Regions from separate parts of the Mus musculus genome. Here all the other regions are linked to region 2. A link is a contact called in public Hi-C data. All regions are on one chromosome and are shown on one strand. The core of a region is the stretch at or near the end of the contact, and the rest is flanking DNA. Distances in the headings are between cores, read along the strand shown.

Region 1 (5,413 bases), core at 10-2,509, 130 kb before region 2:
GCTTTTGGTTTCAACCCTGAGGTGGCAGCTCTGTTGCTGGACACAGGAGCTTACCCACCCAGAGGACCCCAGGGCCAGATGTTCCTGCTTCCAGTTTCCCTACTTCTTGTGAGGGAAGCAACTGACTCCTTTGTCCTGTCACTCAGACTTCATTGCTCTGTGTTAATATTGAGGTTAACGTCTAGGCATTGCCCACAGAGATTGGTGCCATCCAGAGGGAGCTGCTTTTTGTCAGTGTGACACATGGCATGTGCTGTTGACATTGCTTACCACCCACCCTCATTAATCTGCCTTTTGCTAACATAAATTGGTCCCCCACAAAGGACCCACGAGGGGCAAGAAGTGAAATTATATTTTTCTCATCTTTGTTTCTATGGCACAGGTGACCTTAAGACAAAGAAGTGATCCTGTGTGGTTTAGTGGGATGGTCTGTGTACAGTGCCTTCTCTGGCTGGTGGAGAATGGGGCTGGGGTGGCAGAAAGGATAGTAGGATTTTTTTCCCTTGCATTTTTATAACAAAATACTTGAGTTAGGTAAACTTTATTGATGAAAGAAGGTTACTCAACTCTCATTTCTGGGATTCAACATAGCACTGGCTCTGGTTCAACGCTACTGTATTATATCACAATGTGAACATGTGATATAGAGATTACCTTTGCAAACAAGATGCCGCAGGCAGACACCAGGGTCCCACATCCCTCTGAGTTGCTGCTACCATTTGCATAATCTGCCATTCCTTCCAACCGAAACTGTTCTCTTTGGGTTTAAGAGACTACACAAATGTTTTGGGCAGTCTTTTTCAACCTTCTTAACACAGTGACCCTTTAATACTGTTCCTGATGTTGTTGTGACCACCCCCAACCATAAAATTATTTTCACTGCTACTTCATACCTAATTTTGCTACTGTTATGAAACATAATGTAAATATCTGATATACAGGTTATCTGATATGTGGACCCCCATGAAAGGATTGTTTGACCTCCAAAGGGGTCATGACCCACAGGTTAAGAACTGCTGGTTTTAGAGGGATATACTTAAACCTTCTCCAAACTATAGCCAAGAGAGCATTTGAAGCATGCAGTATATTGACGCAACATTTTTAATATTGAGGATAGTAGATAAAAGTGGCCAGGAAATTTGGGTGGCTTTGCTGGACTGAAACAGACTTCCAGCTAAATGGACAGAGGGACAAGGGACATCAGTGTCACACACGCAAGGTCATGAGTTTGACCTGTAGGCAGGATGAGTTTAGAAGGGAATGCTCCCCGAGACCTTCGGGTTAACACCCTCAGTTCAGCAACACTTTGGTTTCGGTGACATGAGAATGGAGTGAAGTCCACTTAGATTTCTGACCAGCAGATCTGTGAAGCAATCATGGATCTCGTGCCAGGTTCCTGAACTTGTGATGTTTTGTGGAGAAACATAACCAGGTGTAGTCACCATCCATGTTTTACAGAATCCCAACTTTCCAGATCCTAATTTGTAGACTTCTTTGGCTGCACTTAAATGGGAGGAGATGGCCTCCGCCCCTGTCTTCATTTTCAGCGGGTGTAGGACACTGGAGCCTCAGATTTCTTTCCTCTTTTTGGCTGTGAGCTTGGCTCTGCCACTCTACCTCATTGCTTCACGGCAGGGACTTGAGTTGAATCAGCTGCTCTATAGAAAACTTTCCTTCCTACCTTAAGGCACTTTGTTTGAGACAAGGTCTCATGTAATCTAGGCTGGTCTTCAACTTTGTGTAACTTGGGTTCCCTTGAACTCCAATCATGCTGCTTCCCTCTTAGTGTTAGGATATTAGTGTGCCATTCCTCCCAGCCCCTGTGGACACGTGCATTTCTGTTCTGAAGTCACAGTCTATCTGTCCTGATGCCCCCAGCCCCCACAGATGCAGATATAGACAAAGGATAACAGGGCTTGTTAATGCAGGTCCCATCTGTGTGCTGACTGGATTCCTGACCTCGCCATATTGTTTCTGTGGTTCGTCTATTCCAGTGAGTGATAAAACCATAAAAGTAGGAATGCTTTTCCACCACTGTTTGGAAGCATCACTGTGTGTATATGGCTTTATATATGGCAAACAGTAAGTCAATAATAGTAAGCATCCAATACAAATGAGATATTCACATAGCAGCAAGAATAGTAAGATGAAGTTTTCATAGATGGATATCCTTTTTGCTAGTATGAGAATCATATCAGAGACACTTGACTTAAATAATCAGAAAAATAAATCACTAGTAGAATTGTGTAAGAACAGCTAAAGTTCCTACTTCCTCTTCCGTGGGCAAAGTATTTCTGGCATTTCGCTCAATTAACATCTTCAAAGTTGTGTGGTTTCAGAAAGCACAAGAGTAACACTCATTATTCTATATTAGATATAAGTGTGGGGTCGGAGAGATGGCTCAGTGGTTAAGAGCACTTACTGCTCTTGCAGAAAACCCATGCCCAGTTTTAATACCCACATGGCAGATCATGACCACCTGTAACTCCAGTTCTAGAGGATCTGACACCCTCTACTGGTTTCTGCAGGTTCCTCCACACAGAGGGTGCACATAAACTCACTCAGACTCACACACATACACATAAAAAATAAATATTTAAAACAAACAAAGAATCCAGTATTCAGTGTTGGGACAACCACATAAGCTTTTAGGAGACACTGTATAATTTGCCTGCAATTAAGTAAATTCAGTTGTTATATTTTTGCTTCTCCAATAATCCAAACAGTTTTAAAAAATGTATATATTTAAAAATACAACACATATAGTATATATACATATATGATTACTGAAGTCAAGCAAGTTAATATATCTGCAATCATACATAATTTTATTTTTTGTGTGTATGGCAAAAATGCCCGACTCACTCTTTTAGTAAATTTTCACCATCATCATTACCTGTAGTTTTCATGACGTATTAGCTCTCTAATCTTATTTATTCTAAGTTTCTGGTATATTGGCCCTTTTGACCTCTATCCTCTCCCCATAACATTTTTCTAATTCTGGGTCTTCAAGCTATTTTATTCTAAGGTTCTAAATAAAATGAGATCATACAACATATTTTTTCACCTCTGTGCATAACTTAGTTTACTTGAAGCTATACAACTCCAAGATAAAGCATAGAAAAATTCTTGATATGACTTTGGTAAGATTTTTTTTTAATACTCCATCAAAACCACATGTAATAACAGCAAAAATAAGCAAATGGAATACATCAAAGGGGAGAAGTACACAGCACAGGAAATGATTGGATGCCAGAGAGGACAAGGTAGACAATTGACTGGGAAGAGATATTGGGAACCATGTATTAGCTATAAATTCCTAGCCAGAACTTATAAGGGACTCCAACAGCACAATAGCACCCCAACTTCAAAGCATTCAGTGAGCAGGCAAAGGACTTGAATGGAAATTTAAAGAATAAAAATGGCCAACAGGCATGTGAAGATGTGTTCACCATCATGAAGCAAAGAGACAGCAGATACCACATGTTGGAAAGCTTTAAGGACAGAAACATACTGTTGGTGAAAATGTATACTGATATAACTACTATGAGGGTGGGGTGGAGGTCATTTATTAGTGTTGTTTCTTAACAATTTAACACACACAGACACAGATACAGACAGATACATACATACAGACAGACATACACAAACAGATACACACACAGACAGATACACACACAGATACATATACAGACAGATGCACACACAGACACACAGACAGACATACTCACATACACAGATAGACAAATAGACACACACAGACAGATACCACACACACACACACACACACACACACACACACACACCACCACCACCACTGATTATACTTTTCTGTCTCAACATTTTTTATTTCTAGCATACCCCTATCAATCTACCCAATTTTCTACAAGTCTATATCTTAAAAAAAGAAGAATTAGAAATAGAATTGTTGTATGTTATATGTTCTATTCCTTCATGATTTTATTACCTCTTAAAGTTTAAAAAGGCTTATTTTTAAAATACTTGTTAAAGGACTGTGGGAATTATGAAGATACCAATTGTCTTAGTCAGTGTTTCTATTCCTGCACAAACATCATGACCAAGGAGCAAGTTGGGGAGGAAAGGGTTTATTCAACTTATACCTCCACATTGCTGTTCATCACCAAAGGAAACTGGAACTCAAACAGGTCGGAAAGCAGGAGCTCACGCAGAGGCCATGGAGGGATGTTCCTTACTGACTTGCTTCCCCTGGCTTGCTCAGCCTGCTCTTTTACAGAACCCAAGACCAGGAATGGCACCACCCACAGTGAGCCCTTTCCCCTTGATCACTAACTGAGAAAATGCCTTACAGCTGGTTCTCATGGAGGCATTTACTCAAATGAAGCTCCTTTCTCTATGATAACTCCAGCTTGTGTCAAGTTGACACAAAACCAGCCAGTACACCAATATCCATTTTTGTTGTTCAGGCATAGAGAGGAGGGGATTGTGGGCAAAGAGCTAAAGCCCTGGAGTTGGAGTCCAAAAAAGATTGGAGATTAAGGTCAGAACTGACATTGCCTCTAAGGAGACAAGAGGACACCCTGAGGGACAGCTCAGAGAGTGAGAATCAGGCAGGAGTAAGGGCTGTGAGTGGCAGGAGGGTATTTGTTATGCATTGTACAGAATGAGCACTCAGTCCATACACTGACCACACTCCTGACTCAAGCAACGGTTCTAAGTATGCTTCCTCTCTTACCACATGCTGCTTGTGGGGCAGGGGCATATGTTGCATGCATGGAACATGGGAGACAGCCCTTCATGGCACTATGTCCATTCAGACTCAACAGCTTAGAAAATCATGAGAATAAAATGATGTTAAGACTCATAGACTTTCTCTCATTATAGTGAACTTTTCTGCATTTATCTAATTAATTCACTCTTTACAAATTCTGGAGCTAGAAGAATTTCCTTTTTAAAAACATTTGAAACTATTTTATCTACAAAGATCACAAAAGGTCTTTGGTAAAATTATCAGTTTAATTTGTAGGCCCAAGTCATGAAAACGCATGTGTTAGCTAGCACCCAAGTGCCCAGTGGATAAGTTCAGTGTTCAGAGATACCTGTTGCTCCAATCTGCTCTACTGTACTCAAAGAGCAAGTGACGGGGGGATTGAGCCTCTGTATGTCTGATCCAGTCCTCATCCCAGCCCTGTTTCAGAACGTATTATGTCTGAAGAAAAAATTGATTGACCTGTCCAATTCTGCTGTCTCCATTTAGGTTTGGTCTGTTTTCCCCTTAAAATGTTTTTGTGTCTGAACTTATGTCTGCCTGCTCCCCTAAAAATGGTATGCTGGTAGATAAAGTAGTTAGTATTGTTATGAAGAGTCTTGTAAGCTTTGAAAAAGAATTCTCTATCTATCTATCTATCTATCTATCTATCTATCTATCTATCTA
Region 2 (4,986 bases), core at 1,819-4,318:
TCCAAACTAACTTCTCCCATTCTCTCTATCTGCAGGTACCAACACTCTGACTGTCTTCTACTCTGTAGTCAAAGGAATTACTGTCTATTGTGTGCACACCAAAACCTTCACTTCTCTGTGCTGGTTTATAGCGTTACTTACATGTCCAACCTGATATTCTACACCCAGCCCGCATGCCTGTTCGCCGCAATACATCTCTAACCTCTCCAGCATGTTTTCCTTTTTTAATAGTTATTAATCTTCACACCCCACTTTCCTGTAAAGGGTGAGTCTTTCTCTGATTGGTAGGTCTAAGCTTCAAATAAATTCCACCAATAAAATCATATTAAAAACATCACGATGTTTATTAAACAGATATTCACGTTACCAATGAGAAAGTTTAGTATAAAAAGATATAGAGGAAAATATTTTTTCATTCCTCTCTAGCTGAATTAGTCATTTCTTGCCTTGTGACAAATGACCCCACAATATAGCAATTTATAACATACATATTTATTGTTGTACTGTGTCTCTGCAGTCCTGGGAAAGATCTGCAGAGTGCTTGAAGTTATAGTCCCTCACAAGGCTGAGCTCAGAGTATCTTTGAGGACTGAAGCATCATTTAAGGCTTGACCAGGGGAAGGCTGATAGACTGAAGGCTCTTTATTGACTAGGTACTCGCCACTTTCTTAGCATGTAGATTTCTGGACTTCTCCAACATGGCAGCCTATCTCATCAAAGCATATGAACTGACAGGGTAACAGAGAATCTCCTAGCAAGACAGATGTCACAATCTTAGGTAGCCTAAAGAGGAAAGTGACAGCTACATACCTGTATTAGGGTTCTCAGAGGAACAGAGCTGCTAAGTTTTCTACTCTTCCTCTCCATTCTTCCTACTGCCTTAGCTGGGATTTTTATTGTTGGAACAAAGCATCGTGACCAAAAAGCAAATTGAGAAGAAAGGGGCTTATTTGGCTTACACTTAACATGTTGCTGTTCATCATCAAAGGAAGTCAGACCAGGAACTCAAGCAGGGCAGGGACCTGGAGGCAGGAGCTGATGCAGAGGCTATGGAGGGAGGCTGCTTACTGGTTTGCTCCCATGGCTTGCTCAGGACCACCAAGCCCAGGAATGGTACCACCCACCATGGGCTGGACTCTCCCCTACTGATCACTAATTGAGAAAATGCCGCACATCTGTAACTTATTGAGGCATTTCCTCAACTGAGGTGCCTTCCTCTCTGATGACTCTAGCTTGTGACAAGTTGGTACAAACCAGCCAGTACACCCATATACACACTCTATTGAAAATGCTTCTCTAGGCAAAATATAGTGAAAATCGGATGTGACTAGACGAAAGTTAACACTGTAGAGATGAAAAGGACTTGAGATGAGACCACTCAGCAGGTTGCCAGGTGAGGGAGAAATCTCTGGTTTAGTTTTGCACAAGCTAAACAGAGAAATCAAGTAGGGGCTAGCTTTCTGGAGGCTGAGGTCTGAACGTCCAGATTTGGGCACAGCTCATTTCCTATTGAAGGTGACCCAATGCACCTGATAGCAGTTCCTTTCAGGCAGGTTCTCAGGTAGAGCTGCTAAATGTTTCTTCTCCAGAAAAAAACAGGGCTCACTGGCCACTCTGTCGGCTAGGAGACTGGTATCCAGGGAGGGTGGGATCAAAGTCTGGCCTCTGCTCCTCCTAGGTGAAAGAGGAACCTGATGTAAAGTACCTAGTAGAGAAGACCCATGAAAGGGAGTCAGGGCGCTTTCTTATCAATTTCTCTCAGGCAGGAAGCTCCTCTTCCCCTGCAGGAAAGTCCAACCGTTTGGCACCGTGGCAGGATGTCATCATCAACAAAGTGCATGCTCACGAACTGTTCAGTGAAGTTGCAAATCAACCAGCCAAACAAATCTCAATGTCTTAAATAAGGTTACAGTTTGGTGTTGGGCCACATTCTCACAGCCTTGGCTACCTGCAGCCAGAGGAACACAGGCTGGACACAACTGGCTGGAGCATGGCTAATTGGAGATGGATTCCCGGGAGCCTTTTTCTCAAGGAGAGCGAGCCCTTCCTCCCAACTGGGCTCTACATTCAGTTTTCCTTGATACAACTTCTCAAAGAAGCAAACACTAGAGACAAAAGAGAGCTTAAGAAACAGCCATAAAATAATGATAATGATAATAATAATAATAATAAAACAGCTAGGTTGAATGGTGGCTACACCTGCAAAAGAAAGAGGAAAGAATGGAAGGGCTGGGGGGGGGAAGGAAAGGAAAACACATCAAGCCAACCACAAACTAAGACCATCGGTAACATATAATTTAAAACTAAAGGTCAGAGAGAATGAAAGAACAACCCCAACAGGCTAATGTGATTAAGGGGAAAAAAGTAAACAGTGATTTCAAAGCACAGGAGGTTAGCTAATCGACACCAGCTGAACGGAATTAGCCACACTTGGTCCAAAGATCAGTGGGAAGTGTCCTTGAGCAGCCGCCAAGAGCCAGTGCTCCTGAGGTGGCTGGCCCCGAGTTCCACTGGCTGAGTCCCCTAAGCTGAGCGGGGACCCTGGCTTCTCACCCTGGACCTCATCTTTCTCATTCCTGACTTCCTTTCTCTAGGGTTCTGTTGCAGATAGTCTCTGTTCTTCCAAGTGTAGGAATGTCACTCTGTGTTCTAACTTCTGGCTGTAAGGGGCAGATATCTGAGTCGAATCAGATAATAGACATGTTTGTGCACTTTGGGCATTTTAGATAATTCTCAAATATCCTCTTAAAAGCTTGTTAGGTCAAATAATATAATATAATATAATATAATATAAGGCCTGAACTCATGCTTGCCCCTGAACAAGCTGGGAAACCCCATCTGCCCTCCCTCCCCACACCCTGCCCACACAGAGAAAACTGTGTGCTAACTCATCATTCCTCATTCCTGGGTTTCCGGCAACCCACCCAAGAGTGCCCGCCCAAGGCTCAGTTTTTGACCCTGTAAGGACGCAAGGCCAGCTCCCAGCTGAGCATATCACTCCTTGCCCAAGCTCTAGAAAACTCCTTTTCTTTAGCCACCAGTGAGAGCAGTGATGCCTCCCCAGAGCTGCCTCCTAATCGGCCTGCTTATGTTGACTTGAATTGGCTTATTGTGTTGGCAGAGAAACCTCTTAGTAATATTACATAATTTTTATTAAAATGTGGCTGCCTGTGTAAATAACGAGGAATTAGTAATAGAACATCATCCCAGAGGCAAAAGGCTAAATTTTGTATGTGATTCCATTTATATTAAATATCCAGAGGGGATAAATCTTTAGACACAGAAAATTCATCCATAGTTGCCAGAAACTGGACAGATGGGAGAATTTCAATTTAACTGTTCAATGGAGTCAAGATTTTATTTTGAAAGCATGAAATGTTTTGAATCTAGACAGAGGTGATGTCTGTTAATATTATGAACATACTGAACTATCTCAGTTGTTGCTTGTATAATGGCTTATTTGGAAATTCACCTTAAGGATTATTAACAGAAGAGTTCTGTTGTACTTGAGTTCGATATACCTCTTTCTATATAGGTGGTAAGCGTTGAGATCACTGTGCTGAGAATACCGAGTCTGTTCTGGGCACCAGAGCAGGGCCCTCTGGGCTATTGTCTTCTTTACAATGATTCCTTCATCATCCACACTGTAGATGACAGCCAGCTCCCAGGAGAGGAGCATGGCACAGCAAGGCTTACTTTGCTCCATTGTCACAAGATAGTCTGTGAAGAATAAGGAAAGATTTGAAGAGGCTGAGGCCATCCTCCAGCCTTCTGGGTAAATGCCTCTTTCATGGCCTCATGCATATTCAGTGGGCTTGACTGCTTTGTAGAGAGCTCTGTAGCCTGGCTGAGGAGGCATAACTTGTGGGTCCACACGGGAAAGGAAAAGTTCGTGTTCTGACACCACTATAAATCACCTGAGTTACAGTACAGGAAACAGGTTTATCTCAGAGGAGTATCAAACCCCATCCTTCAATGCTGAAGACAGCAAAATTCCTATGAGCCCTTGTAGAAAATTCTACGTGGATGAAGGATCACATCTTGTCCATCAAAGAGGAAGAAATGCATACAGGTATCTGCTGAATGACATCTTGTGGGCAAGCCGTACACCTTCCTTCTGGGACAACTCCACCCTGGATACAAGCTGTCTCGGGGCCCTGAGCTTTTCACTCAATGATCACCCTTGGCTTTGGAGCCAAAGCTCTCCTCTGTTGGTGTTATTTCCTTCTTAGTGTCCTTAGAAAATTCTTATTTACAAAGTTCCGGTGGTTTCTAATTCCCTACTAAGTTCCTAGTTATCAGATAAAATAATCTGTGTGACTCATAAGCGTTCAGAATTACAGAGCATCCAACTTCCTCCTTTATAAGGAAGAATCCAGAAGGTGAAGTTCAGAGAGGTTGACAGGCTCTCGCTGGGGCAGAAGAAAAGCAGTGACCCAAATACTCTTTACCTTATCCCACAATGCCCTGCTGGACCACAAGGTCCAGCCTTTTGGATCTCTTGGGGTTAAATATTTTCACTGTTTTAGTTGGGAAGATTTTTAGGGAGCCTTGGTATTTTCTTTGTGGCTTAATAGAGCAGTCTTTTGTGTCTGCACAATTCAACAACATATTCAACGGAAGCATAGACCGTGGGGCGTTGAGATCATTTCAGGGCTTCACCCGCCTGTGCTCCTCCCCTGGTTCCTTCTCATGCTGCTCCACCTGAGAGCTTGCCTGGCCTCTGCTTGAAAACATGGGTGTAAAACTAAGATTTTTCCTCCCTACCACTTAACTCCCAGAAATAACAACTCTGAGACTAATCATTAATTAATACATTCATATACCGTAAGCTTTGGCTTGTTTACTAACTAGCTCATAATTCATTATCGCATTTTTTTTTCCTAACCTGAGTTCAGCTGCATGGCCAGTTTCCTCTCCTTGTCTTCTCGGTGTTCTAGGCAAATCTCCTGAGTTCAGATTATCTCCCAGAATTCTCTCTCCTTC
Region 3 (5,459 bases), core at 1,154-3,653, 210 kb before region 2:
TCAGCAAACACTGAAGATGGCTATGAGGTATGAGGTGGGGTTTGGAATGTTATGGTGGGGATGATGTCTTAGATAAAAATTAAGGGCTATTTGGCTGCTTGCTTGAAAGTATTTGTTTCAAGAGTGAGTTTTTTTTTCGCTTTGTGCTAATGTAGAATTATTTGAAATAATAATAATAGTAGTAGTAATAATAAATACATGCTTAAATTTGAGTTTCTAAGTAGACTCTTGGACAAACAGGCAATTGCTTGTCTAACAGAGCTCTTTGCATGCACAGTTGGGTCCTCAAGTCTCCAGATCTTCATTGCACTTGTGATGACCTGTTTGCAAGAATTCACAAAATCTAGGGGAATTCCTGGGCAGAAGGAAAGTCTCTAAGCCTTGGCAGACACATCCTTGCCTCAGGAGGAGGCCTGAGGGAAATCATAGCAAGCTATAAACGCTCATTCCAAAGGCTACACAGGGACCTTCTCTGAGTCTGCGGCTGTCAAAGGCAATGGTTCACTTCATTGTCCTGTCCAGCTTGTTTCTGTGGGACACTGTCAACTTAAAACAAGAAAGAAAAGAGAGATAACATCTAAAAAAAATTGGAAAATATGGTTTCCTCCTTCATTTTGTTTTTCTTCTGGCTTTGTTAGTGGGGGTTTTTGAAAACAGTTCCGAGTTTGATTGTAAGCTTGGTTGAAAGAGATTTGGCTTCTCTTTTATTATCTTTTTTTTCCCTAAAAGATTCATTTAACTTATAGTTCTTTGTGAAATAATTTGAAACCACCGGCTGGAAAATTGCATTAAAAAAAAAAAAACAAACCCTCCGGCCCTCAAGGTTGTGGTGAAATGTCAAGGAGACTGCTTTTTTAGGGGTGGGTGTTGTGACAACCCAGTATTGTGCTAAATGAATAGTGACAGCGAGCAGGATAGGAAACGGTCTCCTCAGGGGGCAGAAACTGAAAACCAGCTTTGAGAAATCTTTTGTTCAAAATGATTACAGACTAATTGTAAATAGCCCGGAAAAGACGCTTAACAAGGAAAAGCAGCCGGGCTAAGATGCTCTGATGCAGGGGAAGTCAGCTCCTGCTGCTGAACAGGGATGTGTCTGTGAGCTTCTAGCCTGCAGAAGTGACTCCTGTGAATGTATTTAGTTATTTTTGGTGTTCCAAGACAGAGTTTCTCTGGGTAGCCCTGGCTATTCCGGAATTGCTTTGTAGACTAGGCTGGCCTTGAATGCAGAGATCCACCTGCCTCTGCCTCCTGAGTGCTGGAATTAGAGGCCCAAATCCTTTGCATGATTTCCAAATTAGACTATTTTTTTTTTTAGATTTATTTATTTTATTCTATGCATATGAGTACTGTGCCCATCTGCATGTGTGTATGTGTACCACCCTCATCCCTGGTATTTGCAGAGGTCAGAAGAGAACATAGGACTCCTGGTACTGGAGTTACAGATGGTCATGAACCACCGTGTGGGTTCTGGGAACTAAACTGTGAGTCTCTTCAAGAGAAACAACTGCCCTTATCCTCTGGGCCATTGCTCCAGCCCATGATTTTTAAATTTTGTTCTGGCAATTGAATCTGGTGTCCAAAACAGAGCAAGAAAATTCTGGAGGAGTCTATACTGTGGAAGCATCGCTCGCTGTCAGCAGGATAATCAGTGGGAAGGGTATCCATTTTGAACGTCTTTACCTTGAGGCTACACTTTAGGAATGTAGGCTGAGAAACCAGGCCAGCCAGATGGAAACTCTCTGAGAGCCCATTCTAGTATTGATGCTAGGGATTCCCAGTGAAGATCCGTTCTTGAGGTGTGTGGTGGCAGTCCATGTGTGTGCGTGTATGTGTGTTCCTCTTAGCCAGGCTAGGCTAGGCAGTGTCCCAGTGACAAACTAAGTCCTTAGCAGCTTACATAACACAGCTCTACTGCTCTTTTGCTGTTGTGATTTTGAAAGTGCACACATCTCAGGCACGGGTTCTGTTTGCCCATGCAATCCGGGTCATAGGTAGATGAGGAGCGGCGAACACTATCCATTACCGTGCCACAGTAGCCGAGAAAGGTCTTAGATGTCTTGTACTCTCAGTGGTCTCGGTACGATGAAAGTGACTTATTTTTGTTAACTTACCGTTGCTAGCCACAAGCAATCATATGGTTCTATGCAGCTGTTAAGGGGCCGGGAAAAGCAATCCTATCCTTTATGATGTTGCTCTGTTGGTTCAGGAACTATACAACAGTCATGGGGTAGTCGGACTGTGGTCCCACACTGCCTGCTCTTTAGTTGCTTTCCCACATGGGATCCTTTGGTAGGACTGAACCTGACAGGGAAATCACACTAAACGTGTTCTCTGCTAGGTTGATGAATAACTCAGTAGGTACAGATGCTTGCCACCAAGCCTGATGACACAAGGTCCATCCTGGTACCCGTGTGGTGAAAGAGAGAAGGGTTCCTGGACGTTGTCCTCTGAGCGCTGATCTCTAACCTCTACACCTGTCCACAATGTTTGTGTGTGTGTGTAAAATTAAAATTAAAAGAATTTAGCTATGATAGATAATACACCATACGATAAGTCATACATTTAGGATGGCCTCTTTTTCTTTCTTCCTTTTTATTTTTCTGGTTTTCTGAGACAGGGTTTCTCTCACTCTAGACCAGGCTGGCTTCGAACTCACCTGAGATCTACCTGCCTCTGCCTCCTGAGTGCTGGGATTGAAGGCCACCACTGCCCAAGTAGGATGACCTCTTTAGGGTGACCTTTTAGGGATTTCTTTAACATTAGAGTAGACATTTCACCCCTGTTATAGAATTGTATTTAAAATGATCAGAAATAATTCCTCCTTATGTATTAATACATTCAAAGTTATCTCAGTTTGGCATATTGGAGCTGGTTTTCTTTGGCGGGAGGTCTCTTTTCATATTTTATCCTACTTTTTAGGCATCTGGGGATTTTGTTTTGAAAAAGGCCCATGGAAGGAGACTCAGTCTGAAGACTTGGTCTTTGTCAGACAGACAGACAGACAGACAGACAGACTCATAAAGACAGACTAACTCATAAAGTAGATGAACAGGAGAAAATAAAGGGAGCTATGGCCGATTTCTTGAACTTTAATTGTGTGCCTCCGAGTTGGTCTCAAGATGGTCAGATAAGAGTGATTCTAATATCTGTCTCTAGTTTCTCTTCATAAAGGACACAATGGCAATGTGTGCCAGGACAATTAGTCCCAAATGAGTTATTTCTTGTTATTTCTTGTGGTCAGACCAAGGAGTCATTTTCTGGTGATATGGTCTTCTTTGCTAGGTCTTAGTTTTTGCTCAGAATTTTTTTTAAATAAGAAAAAAATAAAAATTTTAATCATCTGTGTGTGCATGAACATGTGTGTGCAAGCATGTGTATGCATGTATGTGCACATTGTGTGTGCATGAGTGTGTGAGTAGGTCATAGGACAACCTAAGAGACTTAGTTCTCTCCTCCTATCATGTGGGTTCCAGGAATGAAAGTTAGGACATCAGGCTTGGTAGCAAGTACCCTTAGCTACTGAGGCATCTCTCTGGCCCACGTAAGAATTTCTTTTAAGTGTATTTTGAATACCCCGTTTTCACCAGTTAATTTCTCTAGTATATTTTTTCCCAGTGTGAGTTATGACTGGCTATGGGACACTACAATTCTCTCTCTATATTCCAGTCTGAACTCTGATTTCACCTTCACCATGGCAGTAGAATGCTCTTTGGGGTTTATTTTTTATGCTCAGAGGGATCAGTGATTTTTTTTCCCTGTATCAGTGATCATGGAGAGTAGGAGTTTAGCACCCTCCCACCTCACACACACACTTTGGGAAGAGCCATTTCCCACCGAGCTGGGTGCTTTCCTCCGTGGCACTAGGTGGAACCATTACTGTCTTCCAGTGTCAGCTGATGGAGGCAGAGTTGACTAATCACTTATGATTTCTGTAGTTTGTATTTAAAAAAAAAGGCTGTTTCTATCCATGCTGATTTCTGCCTGTTGTCTAATGGCTACACCATATTGAAAGAACAGCCAGGATCTCCCTTCTGCAAGCTCCTGAAGTCAGTCTTTTAACTGATAAAACAAAACTTGGGAAATTCACTTGTGCTAAAGAGTAACCCTTATGGTACTGTACATGAATAGATAGATGCTTAGTTATATTTTGATGGTGGAAACAGTTTTACTGAAGCCATCATGGGTGACATTTTTCCCATGTTGTACAGTGGTCTGCTATAATAAACACATGTGCTATAGGACATTGAGCCCCTACTCATGGAAGAAGTCACAGAATGATGGTGGAAACAGTTTTACTGAAGCCATCATGGGTGACATTTTTCCCATGTTGTACAGTGGTCTACTATAATAAACACATGTGCTATAGGACATTGAGCCCCTACTCATGGAAGAAGTCACAGAATATCGTAGAAACCAGAAATTTGGAAGGGCAGAGATTTTTCTTCAGGATTACAAAGCTGCGAAACCTGTTCTCCATGGAAAATCTGATGTGAAAATCTGGCTGTAGATATGACAATTGTCCTGTGGCAGCAGATCTCAACCTTCCTAATGCTACAACCCTTTTAATACAGTTCCCCATGTTGTTATGATCCCCAACCGCAACATTATTTCATTGCTACTTCATAACTGCAAGGTTGCTACTGTTATGAATAGTAATGAAGATATCTGATATGAAGGATATCTGCTATTATGTGACCCTCAGAGGGGCCATGAACCACAGATGGAGAGCCACTGTCCTGTGATTTTTTTTTTTAAGACAAGGTTTCTCTATGTAGACCTGGCTGTCCTGAAACTCGATCTGCAGACCAAGAGACTGGTCTCAAACTCAGAGATCTCTCTGTCTCTGCCTTCTAACTTCTAAGCCAGGGGTTGGGGATGGGTGACGGGTGTGTGTCCGTCTGGTCTTCGGCTGTGGTCAAGAATGATGTCTTACAGACCCTGTGTTCTCCATATGTACTCTGCAATCCTTAGGGTACAGAATTGGAGAAGGGATATGGCTTCCACAGGATCTTGCTAGAGCCAATTCTATACCTGGGCCATTTCCCCTTTTTCTCCCTTTTCAATATACTATGTGCCAAGGTATTATCTGGCTGATGAAAGGGTAGGTTGTGAAAACATGGAGAGGGCCAGCCTGATGTGTAGTGCACACTGGGAGATTCCTACTCTCCCGGAGCTTCCATTACTTCTCTTTTTTGATTATGACCCAGTGTGAAATTGACCAGGATTATGCTGGGACACATCTCCAGTACTTTCTGATTCAGAAAGGGCTTATCTCAGTTCTTAGGAGGAAAAGGAAGAAACAAAAAGCATCAAGAAAAATACAAAGCAAGCATGCAATACCCCTACTATATCGAAAACATGAAACCCAACACTGTTGAATTTTAAAAACTCCCAGAATAGAGAAAAATGTGTTTTCTGATTTACACTGAAATCAATCTTTTGTATGCCATTAGTGACCT
Region 4 (5,368 bases), core at 1,149-3,648, 240 kb before region 2:
GTGAGTCTCTGTGGTTACCATCAGATCTGAAGGCTATCAGCAACAGTTTGGGACATATTGTTTTTTTCCCCCTCTGTTTCATTTTGATGGGATGATTGAGCTGGGAAGGAAAAAGTCAAGAGTTGCCCGAACAGCTGCTACACACAGATGTATTCTTGAGCCTAAGGGAATCTCAAGGAGATGACAAAGGATTTGAATCCCAGAAGCTGTACAAACACGAGAGAAGCGCTGGGAAGGAAGGAAAAAGATGTGTCCGCCTGCTTCTTGTGGTGAAGAAGCATCAGTTGTTTTTTCATCACATTATCTATGAAATTATAGAACCCTTAGTGCTTGTCTTCGATTCTGTTGCTGTGAAGAGATACCAGGGCCACACAAACTCTTATAAACAAGGTTGCTGTTGGTTTTTTTTTTTAAAATAAAAAACACTCTTTATAAAAAAAAAAAACTCTTATAGAAATAATTTCATTGGATCTTGTTTACAGTTTCAGAGGTTTAGTAAAATATCCCCATGGAGGGGGTTGGAACATGTTGGTACCTAGGTAGATATGGTGCTGGAAAGTTAGCTGAGAGTTGTACAGCCAGATCCACAGGCAGCAAGAAGAGAGGCAGAGAGGAGAGAGTTACTGAGCCTGCCGTAGACTTTTGAGACTCAAAGCCCCTCCCCTGGTGACATAGTTCCTCCTACAAGACCACACCCACCCCAACAAGGCCACACCCCCAAATCCTTTCAAATAGTGCCACACCCTGGTGACCAACCAAGCATCCAAATCTATGAGACAGTGGGGGGCCATTCTTATTCAAACCACCATAGTGCTGATAGGCAAGTAGAAAAAGGTGTACCTTAAAATCATTTTATTTAGATCAGTTTAAGGTTGACAGGAAAATTAAGTGAGAAATGCAGAGATGGTGCACACACTCCCTGCCTGTCCCACATGCAATCCTCACCCAGAATTTGCTTGGGGACAGTGCACATGTTGCTAATGTTAGAGCTCCATTGACCTGCCACATTTTTACTTAATGAAATTCACACATGGTAGTAATTACAACTTACAAAGCCACCGTTTAATCCTTAGAATGCTTCACTAACCTACTTCATCCATCCTAGCCTCCTAGCTCCAACCTTACTGAAACAAAAGGTCCTTTGTAATGCTCAAGGGAGAACCTACTGGGTTTAAGTGAATCTGGTTAGTTCCTAGAGTTAGAACATCCCCTCTTTTCCTCATGTTTTTCTTCTTTTCACTTTCTCTTGCCTTCATTCATGTTTCCCCCTCCTTCCTTTCCACCCTGCATCCCCCACCCCCTTTTCCTTTCTTTTTTGGAAGGTCCTGGCAAGAACTCTTTTGCTAAACTTGTACTATACATTTCTGATACATTGTGTTTATGCTTTAGTGATAGCCATTATTAGATACTAGAGAGAATGTTATAGACTAAGTTTTATTTTATGTAATTTTAGGTGCTTTCCTGCATGCATGTATGTGTGCCTGTGGCGGCCAGATAGGGGTTTTGGATCTCCTGGAACTGGAGTTACAGACAGTTGTGAGCAGCCATGTGGGTGCTGGGAACTGAATCCAGGTTCTCTACAGGAGCAGCAAGTGCTCTTAATCTCTGAACGCCACCTTTCCAGCCTTAGGTTTGTGGGTTTTTGTATTTCCTTTTTTGATAGATATAAAAAAGGGATTTTGAAACTAACCAACCTTAAATCCTCAAGTTCTTAGTGGGTCATCAAGTCAATATAGTAAGTTTCAATAAATAAAGAGAACACTTGTATAGAAAATAGTAAAAGTGATTGGGTTTCATCAAAATTTTGAGCTGCACATTCATGTGCGTGTCTACTTGGGTGTGATGTGAAATACAGTTCTTACTACGCTACAAAGAGCTGGGAAGCCTTTGGTGTCGTGCCTCCTGCTTTCTTGGTTCAATTTAAGTACCATATGCTATCTTTACAAAGCAGTAACTGACTTAGTTATTCTTTAGATTAGTCTCCATTTCCATAGAGGCGATTGTACTGGAATAGAAATTAGAATTCTAAACAAATGTTTGCCCTGGATGTAATAATACTGAGGTGACAACTTACACAATAGACTCTCCCTCCACTTCCACGAACTATCTTTCACTCCGTTGCTTTTTGAAGCTGTCAACAGATCATTTTGAAAATCCTTTAGGAGTGTATCAGAAAGGTGTGAGGACGTTCTAAAATTGTTGATGGAGATAGAAGGGAATTTTACAGACCCAGGATGTCCTTAGAATTGGGTTGCATAGATGGACGGAGTCTGTGATACCCCTGAGAGATGTGGTACCGGAAAAATGTACAGAGATGTCCTGATATCAGTGGGATCACCTGGGGTACAGCTCACACACTGCAAGGCTTCCTCTGATTTCCGCTTCTTTTTACAATTCCCAGTTATCCACAAAACTTAGTTTGAATCTTTCCTCAGACACCCCGCCTACCGGAAGTGATGGAAGCACGTAACCGGAAGGAGATTAGAGCTAACGTTACAGCCAAAGGCCAGATAAAGTTTGTCCCAGCCTCATTTTTTTTGGGGTGGTGGTGGTGGTGGTGGTGGTTGGTCATTTATCTACTCTGAAAATAACTTACTTAATCTCTAAAACTGTATCTTCATTGCCTCTAACTCTCACCAGACTGTTACCCGATAGTGAATGTGTGATGGCCAGTCGGGTAGTAAATAGGCGCGTCTCCTGCTGATGGGTATGTTATTAGTTCCTTCCCGAGACTCGTTACGGAACCTTAACGGATCAGAGGGAAGGATTTCTTGCCTCTACACGGAGTACAATTTCAGGCATCATGTGGGATTGCTGGCCTTGTCCCCTGTTCCCTTCACAGCCACTCAGCTGGCGTGATACAGGGCACAAGCTGGATAATTACCCGGCAAGCTTATCTGGAGCCTGGTTATCTAAATGGGGTCCCTCTGGAGCTCCTAGAGTCTGCGGAGAGGGGTTGTGTCATAGGAAACATAGGCTTGGCTGCTGCTCACAGCCGGGGGTTGGGGTGGGGGGTAGAAGGTGCCTGGCTAGGCTGCTGCCTGGGACACGAGGCTAGTGCCAAAATGGCAAAGTGCCATTGTCCCTTCCTGATTTTAGGCGCGCAGAGCTCCGATCTGAGCCGCTAGGTAGTCTAAGATGAAAAGGCAGGGAAATTAATGATTTCTAGACCCCTCTTTAAGAGCTCAAAGGAAAGCAAAATGAAAACTCCTAAGACACTTAGGATACCCGCCCATTGGAAGCTGATTTTGCCGGGAATATTATTTGTGTGGAATCTGAAATTATAGTGGAAATTTCCACGATAACGCAAGGATCTGTCTTCAGGTCAACAGGTAAAGCTGGCTTTAACTTTATTCTCTTCGAGAAGTAGACCGCTTAACCCTGAGTCAGCCAGTGGTTGAGGAGGCTACATGGATGTCCCATTTGGCAACTGACCTTTCTTGGTTTTCTCCCTGTCTCTTCCCTTCCCCTCCTCCCAGTTTGATATTTGATGTGTCAAGGACAAAGACGTGCAGGAAGGAAGGTCGCAGCTTACTGTCGATCTCCACCTCGAGCAAGCCTCAGGACATCTCTGAACATTTATTTGAGACCCCCTTTGACTATAGGATCGGTCCTCACGGCTCCTCTGTTAAGACCTAAGAGGGAACCGAAGCTGACAGGTCACAGTGGGAGGAATTTATCTCAGGCTGGACCTCAGAGAGAGGGTGCCCGGTTTCCTGTCTTCTCTCCCTGGCGTCTCAGAGATATCTCAAGACCTTTGGACTCTGAGTGTTGCTGACAGAGATAGTGAGTGGGAAAGGAAAAAGGAGGCGGTCTAATGAGGTGGATGGGCTCTTTTTTCTGGTTTTCCCCAGATGCAGAAGCTGGTGTGAGGGAGCGGGGCTGCCTCCCAGGTCTCAGCTGTTAATCTGATGGAATGTCTCAGCCTCTTCATTTCCTGTCATCTTTCCATTTAATCATTAACCCCAGCTGCTCAGGACCAGGCAGGGCCAGGAGATAAGCAAGCCGGTCCCCGAGAGAGTCCACAGGCATGATTTGACAGGATAATGCCCTCACTTGATAAAAGGAGAGACTCTCTGTCAGCTGCCCGCATCCTCCCTGAAGCTCTGGAATCTGACTTCATGGAGCATTTGAGCAGCTAAGCTTTTCCTGACCCCCTCCCTCCCACCACCACTCCCGCCTTCCCCCAGTTGCTGAGCATAATTGAGAATTAATTGCATGTCTGCTTATTATTTTGCTTACTTAATTTGGTCTAAACGTTGTTCACACTCCAGACTTAAGGCCTGGAAGTGGCTGTCTTCAGGTATGATTTGAGATGTCAGGGAAGCCCCTATCTCCTGCTTGTTCACTGTTCACTCACATTCCCATTTTGTCTAAAACTAGCTTAGCTTTTTTCCAGAGCAATCTATCTTCCTTCCTTCCTTCCTTCCTTCCTTCCTTCCTTCCTTCCTTTCTTTCTTTCTTTCTTTCTTTCTTTCTTTGATTTTTTTATTAGATATTTTCTTCATTTACCTTTCAATTGCTATCCCAAAAGTTCCCTATTACCCCCCCCCCCCAACCCACCCACTCCTGCTTCCTGGCCCTGGCATTCCCCTGTACTGGGGCATATAATCTTCGCAAGACCAAGGACCTCTCCTCCCAGTGATGGCCGACTAGGCCATCTTCTGCTACATATGCAGCTAGAGACATGAGCTTGGGGGGGGGGGGGTGTTACTGGTTAGTTCATTGTTGTTCCTCCTATAGGCAGAGCGAATTTTCTAAAGTTTTTTTTTCTCTTCCTTTATAGTGGTAATTATACTATAGTTTTTTTTTTTTTTTCCTAACAAAACTTTATTACATTTATGTTAGGTCTCAGACCTGGGGCAAATGGCTAACTGGGGTGCCTATTAACATATCAGAGCAGACACTGTCGGCCAGTCTCTTACTATCTCCAGTACCTGGAATACTCCACCCCTACCCTAAGCATGCCCAGCTCAGGGACTGGGCTAGGGTGTCCTTCCTGAGGCTGCTCTTTCCTCTATAACCAAGACTTTTTGGCTCCAAGGTCCCTTTGACCCTTTTTGGGCCTCTTGCCCTCTGGGCCTCTGCTCCTGGTTCCCACCTGCCTCTCCCTGTACTCCTGTATTCCTCACATGGCCCTGTTCAGTTGGCCAGTCCTGTTCAGTCTGGAATCTTCCAGATGCCCCTGGCTATGCTTTCCCTCATAAAATAAAATTCCTCCTCGGCCACACCTGGGAGCAGTCATGTCCTTCCTTTTCTTTGTCTTTTGTTTTCATTCAATTTATAATGTATTTCATCGGGCTGTGGGATATATGGTATGATAAACTGTTAGCTAATTATACCTCAGCAAAAAGTATTTTAGGATTTT
Region 5 (5,412 bases), core at 835-3,334, 160 kb before region 2:
GGGGAGGCACGGTGTGGGAGAACCAGTGTGGACAGTTCACATAAACCACGCGGACAGATTTATCATCTTAAGTCCCTTTATTTAGTTCCCGTTTCTGAAACCTCTTATTATGTGGGCCTTGTGTTTCCTGGTCATATGAATTTTGAGACAGCGATCCCTTTCTGTGAAGAATGACCTCATTCTCCTCATGGAAAAATTACTTTGGCATTTGAGCAAATAGGAATTAAATGGAAACCCAAGACATTTCTCTGATTGTGGTATCTAACCTTCCCCGCCCTGCGGCTCTCCCGGGTTTTCCTGTGGACATTGAGTTATACTCCCCCCCCCCCAACCAGGCTCAGATTTAGCTTAAGAATATAATATAAATATTGTTTAAATGGACCCCTCTTTGCCAAGCACAGGATAAAAATTCTGATCGTTCAGTTAAAAAAAAAAAAAAAAAAGACTAGAGATTTAGTTGACCTTGACGTTTTTTTGCAGAGTGCCTTTACCAGCTGAATTTTCAACTGGGATTTTAAATTTCAAGAGGATTTTTCAAAAAAGAAAAAGAAAAGAAAGCTTGTGAGGATATTCAAATGGTGCGGTTGTTGAGTCCAGGAAAGAACGGGTTTTATGGTTCTATGCTGCCAGCTCCTCTGTACATGTGTTGATCATTTAATTACCTTTCTCCCGTCTGGCATTGTTGGGTCACACCTCTAGTGCCTGGCTTGGGGAAGACAGAAGAGACTTTAGGACCAGGGGCCCGTTGGGTTGGGTGGACCGGTTGGATTCAGGTAGTTTGAGGTCTTGAGCCTGGTAGTCAGTTTTCTTGAAGCCTGTTCTCAGTCTAGAGGCAAGCAAGGGATCATGTAAATTCGAGAAGAGAAAACTGAGTGTCCACAAGGTGAGGCAGATTTCTCCATTTAATGAGATCTGAGCAAAGTTTGAAAAGGACTGGTGTATATAAGGTTGACATTATCCATTTAGAAAATGATTTTCTGTGGCCTCAGCAAGGGCAGATGTGTATATTAGCGACATACATCACCACCTGTGATTCCAGTTCACAGTTCTGAATTTTCATTCAGAGGTTACAGTATAGATTCATTAGATCGTATATTATCAGATTACAGCATAGATTCATTAGAACACACCAGGCCAATAAAGATGCCACGCTGTTGAAGACTAAGCAGATTCTGTTGATGCTCCTGCCCTTCCGTCATGACTTCCGGGTTTCTCTACTTGAACTTCTTGACGTTTTGGGTCAGATTTTTCTGTGGGGAGATGTTCTGTCCATTGTGCGGGCTTTTTTTGGTGGCATCCTGGCCTCCCCATCCACCCGAGATGCCTGCAGTGTCTCCGTCATGACAGCTGCTGTCTGGGAAGCAAAAGTGCCCTCTTCCACACATAAGAGATTATCATTGAACCAGAAGATTAAAAAGGAAATGAGTTTATATGTGTTTATATGCATGCCTGTCTGTGCATGTAAACACGCCACTGCGGTCTGAACGTTTGGGTTCTCTCAAATTCTGTGTGGAAGCAAAATCAGCAACGCCATGACTTTGCATCACGGGGCTGTGGGAGAGGTGACTTTCTCCTTCCGTGTGTGGGGTGCAGCCCCTCCTGATGATACCCAAAGGTGGGCATTTGCAGTCATGTCCTATGAAGGCCCAGTGAGAAAGTGCCCTCTATGAATCAGGAAATACTCCTTCAAAAGACAGTGACTCTGCTGTCACTGGGCTTTAAGAACTGGGACTTTAAGAACTGTGGGGAGGAAATTGCTGTCACTTGTGAAATACCCAGTTCATGGGTTCTGTTCTGCCAACCTCAGCGGATGAAGACTAATTTTCTTCTTTCTCTGAGATGTGAAACTAACAGAGGCCTTTTACAATCTCCCTAGCTTCTCATGAATAGACGGGCAGCTCGGGTAACTTTGACTTAACAGACTGATTCTCCTTCCCTTCCACTTGAAAAGCTGATTCATCCTGAAGAATGGGGTGACAGCAGATCTGATCCTTGGCTGATTAGAGCTGAGTTGGAGAGAGGCTGTCAAACCGGATCTGCCGGGCTTCGCTCTATTGAGTGAGGTCATTCAGAGTGAAACTGGAGACTCTACTGTAAACACTTGACTCCAGCAAGGCATCCCAAGGGCACTTAGCGAAGTTGTTCCTGAGCCTTTAGGGCCTGGGGAGAGATTCAGTGGGTTGACTCATTTCATTTTATTTACTTTTTCTTCCAGTAAAATCTATATTTGTTTTGAAATAGTGGTGGAGGAATTGAGGACGTCAGAATGGTGTCCTTAGGGATGTATAAGGGACAGTGTAGAAGGGATACTTATAGCTGTGTCAAGTCATAAAAGCAAAAGGTGGGGAGCAACTTTAGAGTTCGATTATCTGCGTCCCCCAACCCATCCAACCCACTGCAATGGATCCTATAGGGGAATTGAGATTAGGCACTGACCAACCAGTGTTTGGTTACTCTCTCCTTTAGCAGAGTTTGGCAGAGTTGGTCAGTTTCCTGTTGTAACAGTCTTATCTGGGCTTCCTCTATATCATGCAGAACTCCCACCCCACCCCCACCCCAGTTTGTCTCTTTTTCAGGCTTCTCTTTGTGAGGCTGTGAATGGTGGATTTTCTACACAGTTTTCTTTCTTTCCTTTGAATGCCCCTTCCCTGAGTTTGCCAGGTCCCCCAAATGCTAAAAATCTATACTCCTAGTCCAGCATTTGTTTTTTGTTTTTGTTTTTTAATTCAAACCAGACTCGCATTTTCAATTATGTCATTAACCTTTCCTCCTAGATGTCTAACAGACATCTCAGACTGAACATGGCCCCAGTAGGGCAATTGTGCCCCTTTCATCTTGTAGTGCTGGCCAGTGGCCTCACTGGGTACCCTCTTTTCTCACTGTGGTCTTTTCATCGTCCCAAGAGTGACCCCATGAACATTGTTGAAAGCCATTTTCTTAGTCCTGTCTTTGAATGACATCCCATTGACCAAGAATAAAATTCCAGGTCATTTACAATGCTCACACGACTTCAAATACCCAGTGCTGGCATTTAGTCTAGGCTCTGCCCCACAGTTACCGGACCACAGCCAGATGTGCCTGCCTCACTATAAAAGGGGCTGCTTGCCCCCTCCTCTCCCTCTCTTGCTCTCTAGAGCTCTTGCTCCTTTCTCTTCTCCTCTTGCTCCTGCCCCCCCTCTCTAGAGCTTCTGTTGCTGCCCCCTCTCAACCCTCAGCTCTTAATTATAGGCCTTTCCCATCATCCACTCCCATGTCTCCTCACACCACTCGTCGACATTACAGACTAGGTTATACACTCTACGACATTTCTTCATGAAGTGAAGGGAAGCTCACGGAGAGGCTCTGTTCCTAGGTGCCTGGCAAACGGTAGGTGTGTAATGAACACGCATATATCACCCTGCGGGTATTTCTACAACAGGAGACTGGGCCACATCCTGACCTCCAGCCCTCTAGCTCAGCCTGCTGAAGAGAGGTAGCTGGAGGGAAGCACGCTAGTTCAGAAAAGATTCATTCACATAATTCGCAGGTATAGTCAGGGAAATGGTTGGGGCTGAACTCCTAGGTGACCCTTGAGCAATTTGGCTTTGATTTCTGCGGGAAGAGGCTGTGCTGGAGCTGGGCAGGTGCATTAAATGATTTGTAGGCATTTGGGTAACCTGTTCTGAGATTTCAACGTTAATTTTTTTTTCTATCACTGTAAATAAAAATCAACCCTTGTTGTCTAGATTTTCGGACCAGACCTTTCCTTCTCCCACTTGAAAATTAGAAAAAGGGAGCCAACATGAATCTGTTCTCTATTTGTTGTTATGTTATTATTATTGCTTATCATTGTTTACAGAGGGACAGGACATTCACTCCATTCCCTGGGAATACATATTTGGGAACACTTCCAGGTCCTCCGAGGCAAGTGGATCACAAGTTGGAGTCCAGTCTCGGGTACATAACCAAACTGTGTCATAAAAGGAAAAAAAATATGATTACTATTTCCCTTTCCTAAATGGCTTTCTCTTTATTTAATAATCAGTGTATTTGCCCATTCACAGACATTTCTTGAGTTCTTTCTATCTATATCATGCAGCATGACAGAAGCTGAGAATGCAAAATCCAAGATATATATATATATATCTTTGTATATGTATATATATATATATACACATATATATGTGTGTATATGTGCATGTTATATGTTATATGTTATATATATGATCCATATTGGCTCATATATGTGTGTGTGTATTTGTGTGTGCCTGTGTTATATAAATGTTATATATATTTATATAACCCAAGGTGGATGAATATATATAAATAATATATATATACGACAGAGATGTGACATATATATCCATCCATATTGGATTATATATTTGTGTGTGTATATAATATACATGTATATATACACATATACACATATATGTGTACACATGTATCATATACACATGATACACACACACACACACACACACACACACATATTCTGAAAAGCTGTGCTAATGTGAAGACACATGTGGAGATAAATACCCATAATGCAGTGTGTTGGTTTCCAGAGGGAAGAAGGGTAGATGGGACAGAGGATGCTCACAGGGCATAAGGTCAGACAGATGGCTTCTTAGAGGAGAAATTGTTTCAGGGTCTGCAGGGAAAGATGGTTGGCTATACCTTGAGTCCCAGCATCTCTTCTGTAAATGGTACAGATGGTTATTAATATATACCTGGCACACCCTCAAGGAATGGTTGCTCTTATTTCCATCACCATCCCACTCAGGACAAAAAGTTACTTCATCTTATAAAACAGACTTTACATAGAAAAATAGGGTGAAGAAAAAAAAAACCTTTCAAATTCTTTGCATGTTGTTTCCAGACATGAGTTTAAAGGGTATACAAATACTGGACCCCACGCTCTCCTTAACACCAGGAACAATTATTTTCGGAATTTGTTTCTATAAACTGGAGATAAACATGTCCCTACCCCTCTTCCTCCTTACTGTGTCTGGCTGGTGACACTGGAAGATTTCCTAGAGACCCTGCGGTGGTGCTCAGAGTGCTTCTGGTATGTCGGAGGTGGTTCATCTCAACGTAACTGTTTTTCCTCATCTTTGGGGTCTGGCTGATTTTACTCAGTTCTGCTTTATCATGTATGTGTGCTCGCATATTTGGTCTCAATGTAAAAATACTTGGAAGTCATCAGGAACGCCAACTTAATAAAGCCTTTCTATAAAGACAGAAGAATCGTTCAAAACAAGCTCGATCCACAGTTGACTGTGTTTTGGAGGCACCCTTTTCTAACAGTTCCGAAGCCACCGCAGGCATCTGAAAGGATGCTTCTTGTCAATCAGCCTTATGTACTGGCCATGCCATTGCTCTGTATTCTCACACTTCCTCAGCAAAGGAAAGGCAGGCAGGCGCTGCAAACAA

What was found. Hi-C and Micro-C count contacts between places; a contact is called where the count stands out from the background.
Region 1: a Hi-C map of liver shows a contact between it and region 2, with 2.3 times the contacts expected there. The contact joins two enhancer-like sites. A contact is called at or near these places in 1 of 39 promoter capture datasets (liver), 1 of 15 datasets of contacts at CTCF or cohesin (the NIH/3T3 cell line), 8 of 484 Hi-C or Micro-C datasets (the HPC-7 cell line and liver) and 2 of 115 datasets of contacts at active chromatin or transcription factors (liver and pancreatic cancer cells).
Region 3: a Hi-C map of liver shows a contact between it and region 2, with 3 times the contacts expected there. The contact joins two enhancer-like sites. A contact is called at or near these places in 1 of 484 Hi-C or Micro-C datasets (liver), 1 of 115 datasets of contacts at active chromatin or transcription factors (fibro-adipogenic progenitors) and 1 of 9 other capture datasets (embryonic stem cells).
Region 4: a contact with region 2 is called in a Hi-C map of the G1E-ER4 cell line, with 3 times the contacts expected there. The contact joins the promoter of 4933440J02Rik here to the enhancer-like site in region 2. A contact is called at or near these places in 1 of 15 datasets of contacts at CTCF or cohesin (the NIH/3T3 cell line), 7 of 484 Hi-C or Micro-C datasets (the G1E-ER4 cell line, the N1E-115 cell line, liver and 1 more) and 2 of 115 datasets of contacts at active chromatin or transcription factors (extraembryonic endoderm stem cells and liver).
Region 5: a contact with region 2 is called in a Hi-C map of the G1E-ER4 cell line, with 2.1 times the contacts expected there. The contact joins two enhancer-like sites. A contact is called at or near these places in 1 of 15 datasets of contacts at CTCF or cohesin (the NIH/3T3 cell line), 6 of 484 Hi-C or Micro-C datasets (the G1E-ER4 cell line, embryonic stem cells and nephron progenitors) and 5 of 115 datasets of contacts at active chromatin or transcription factors (astrocytes, extraembryonic endoderm stem cells, fibro-adipogenic progenitors and 2 more).

What each region holds. Positions count from the first base shown.
Region 1 is chr10:111,701,357-111,706,769 of GRCm38.p6, forward strand. All of the region lies in intron 2 of Gm30624 (a long non-coding RNA gene), which reads left to right. Among named protein-coding and RNA genes, the nearest start is that of Gm30624, 19 kb to the left of the region's middle. Within about 2 kb of position 1,260, at least 6 of the 459 cell types and tissues checked have an H3K27ac peak or open chromatin away from gene starts, as enhancers often do. A contact at or near this core is called in liver, where this site is marked.
Region 2 is chr10:111,832,678-111,837,663 of GRCm38.p6, forward strand. No RefSeq gene overlaps it. Among named protein-coding and RNA genes, the nearest start is that of Gm20758, 39 kb to the right of the region's middle. Within about 2 kb of position 3,069, at least 65 of the 459 cell types and tissues checked have an H3K27ac peak or open chromatin away from gene starts, as enhancers often do. A contact at or near this core is called in the G1E-ER4 cell line, fibro-adipogenic progenitors and liver, where this site is marked.
Region 3 is chr10:111,623,833-111,629,291 of GRCm38.p6, forward strand. No RefSeq gene overlaps it. Among named protein-coding and RNA genes, the nearest start is that of Gm40763, 9.8 kb to the right of the region's middle. Within about 2 kb of position 2,404, at least 3 of the 459 cell types and tissues checked have an H3K27ac peak or open chromatin away from gene starts, as enhancers often do. A contact at or near this core is called in liver, where this site is marked.
Region 4 is chr10:111,591,875-111,597,242 of GRCm38.p6, forward strand. 4933440J02Rik (RIKEN cDNA 4933440J02 gene) reads right to left here and starts at 2,399. Exons shown (of 4, transcript NR_045344.1): 1 at 2,230-2,399; 2 at 2,075-2,131. All of the region lies in intron 2 of Gm30262 (a long non-coding RNA gene), which reads left to right.
Region 5 is chr10:111,670,912-111,676,323 of GRCm38.p6, forward strand. No RefSeq gene overlaps it. Among named protein-coding and RNA genes, the nearest start is that of Gm30624, 11 kb to the right of the region's middle. Within about 2 kb of position 2,085, at least 155 of the 459 cell types and tissues checked have an H3K27ac peak or open chromatin away from gene starts, as enhancers often do. A contact at or near this core is called in the G1E-ER4 cell line and fibro-adipogenic progenitors, where this site is marked.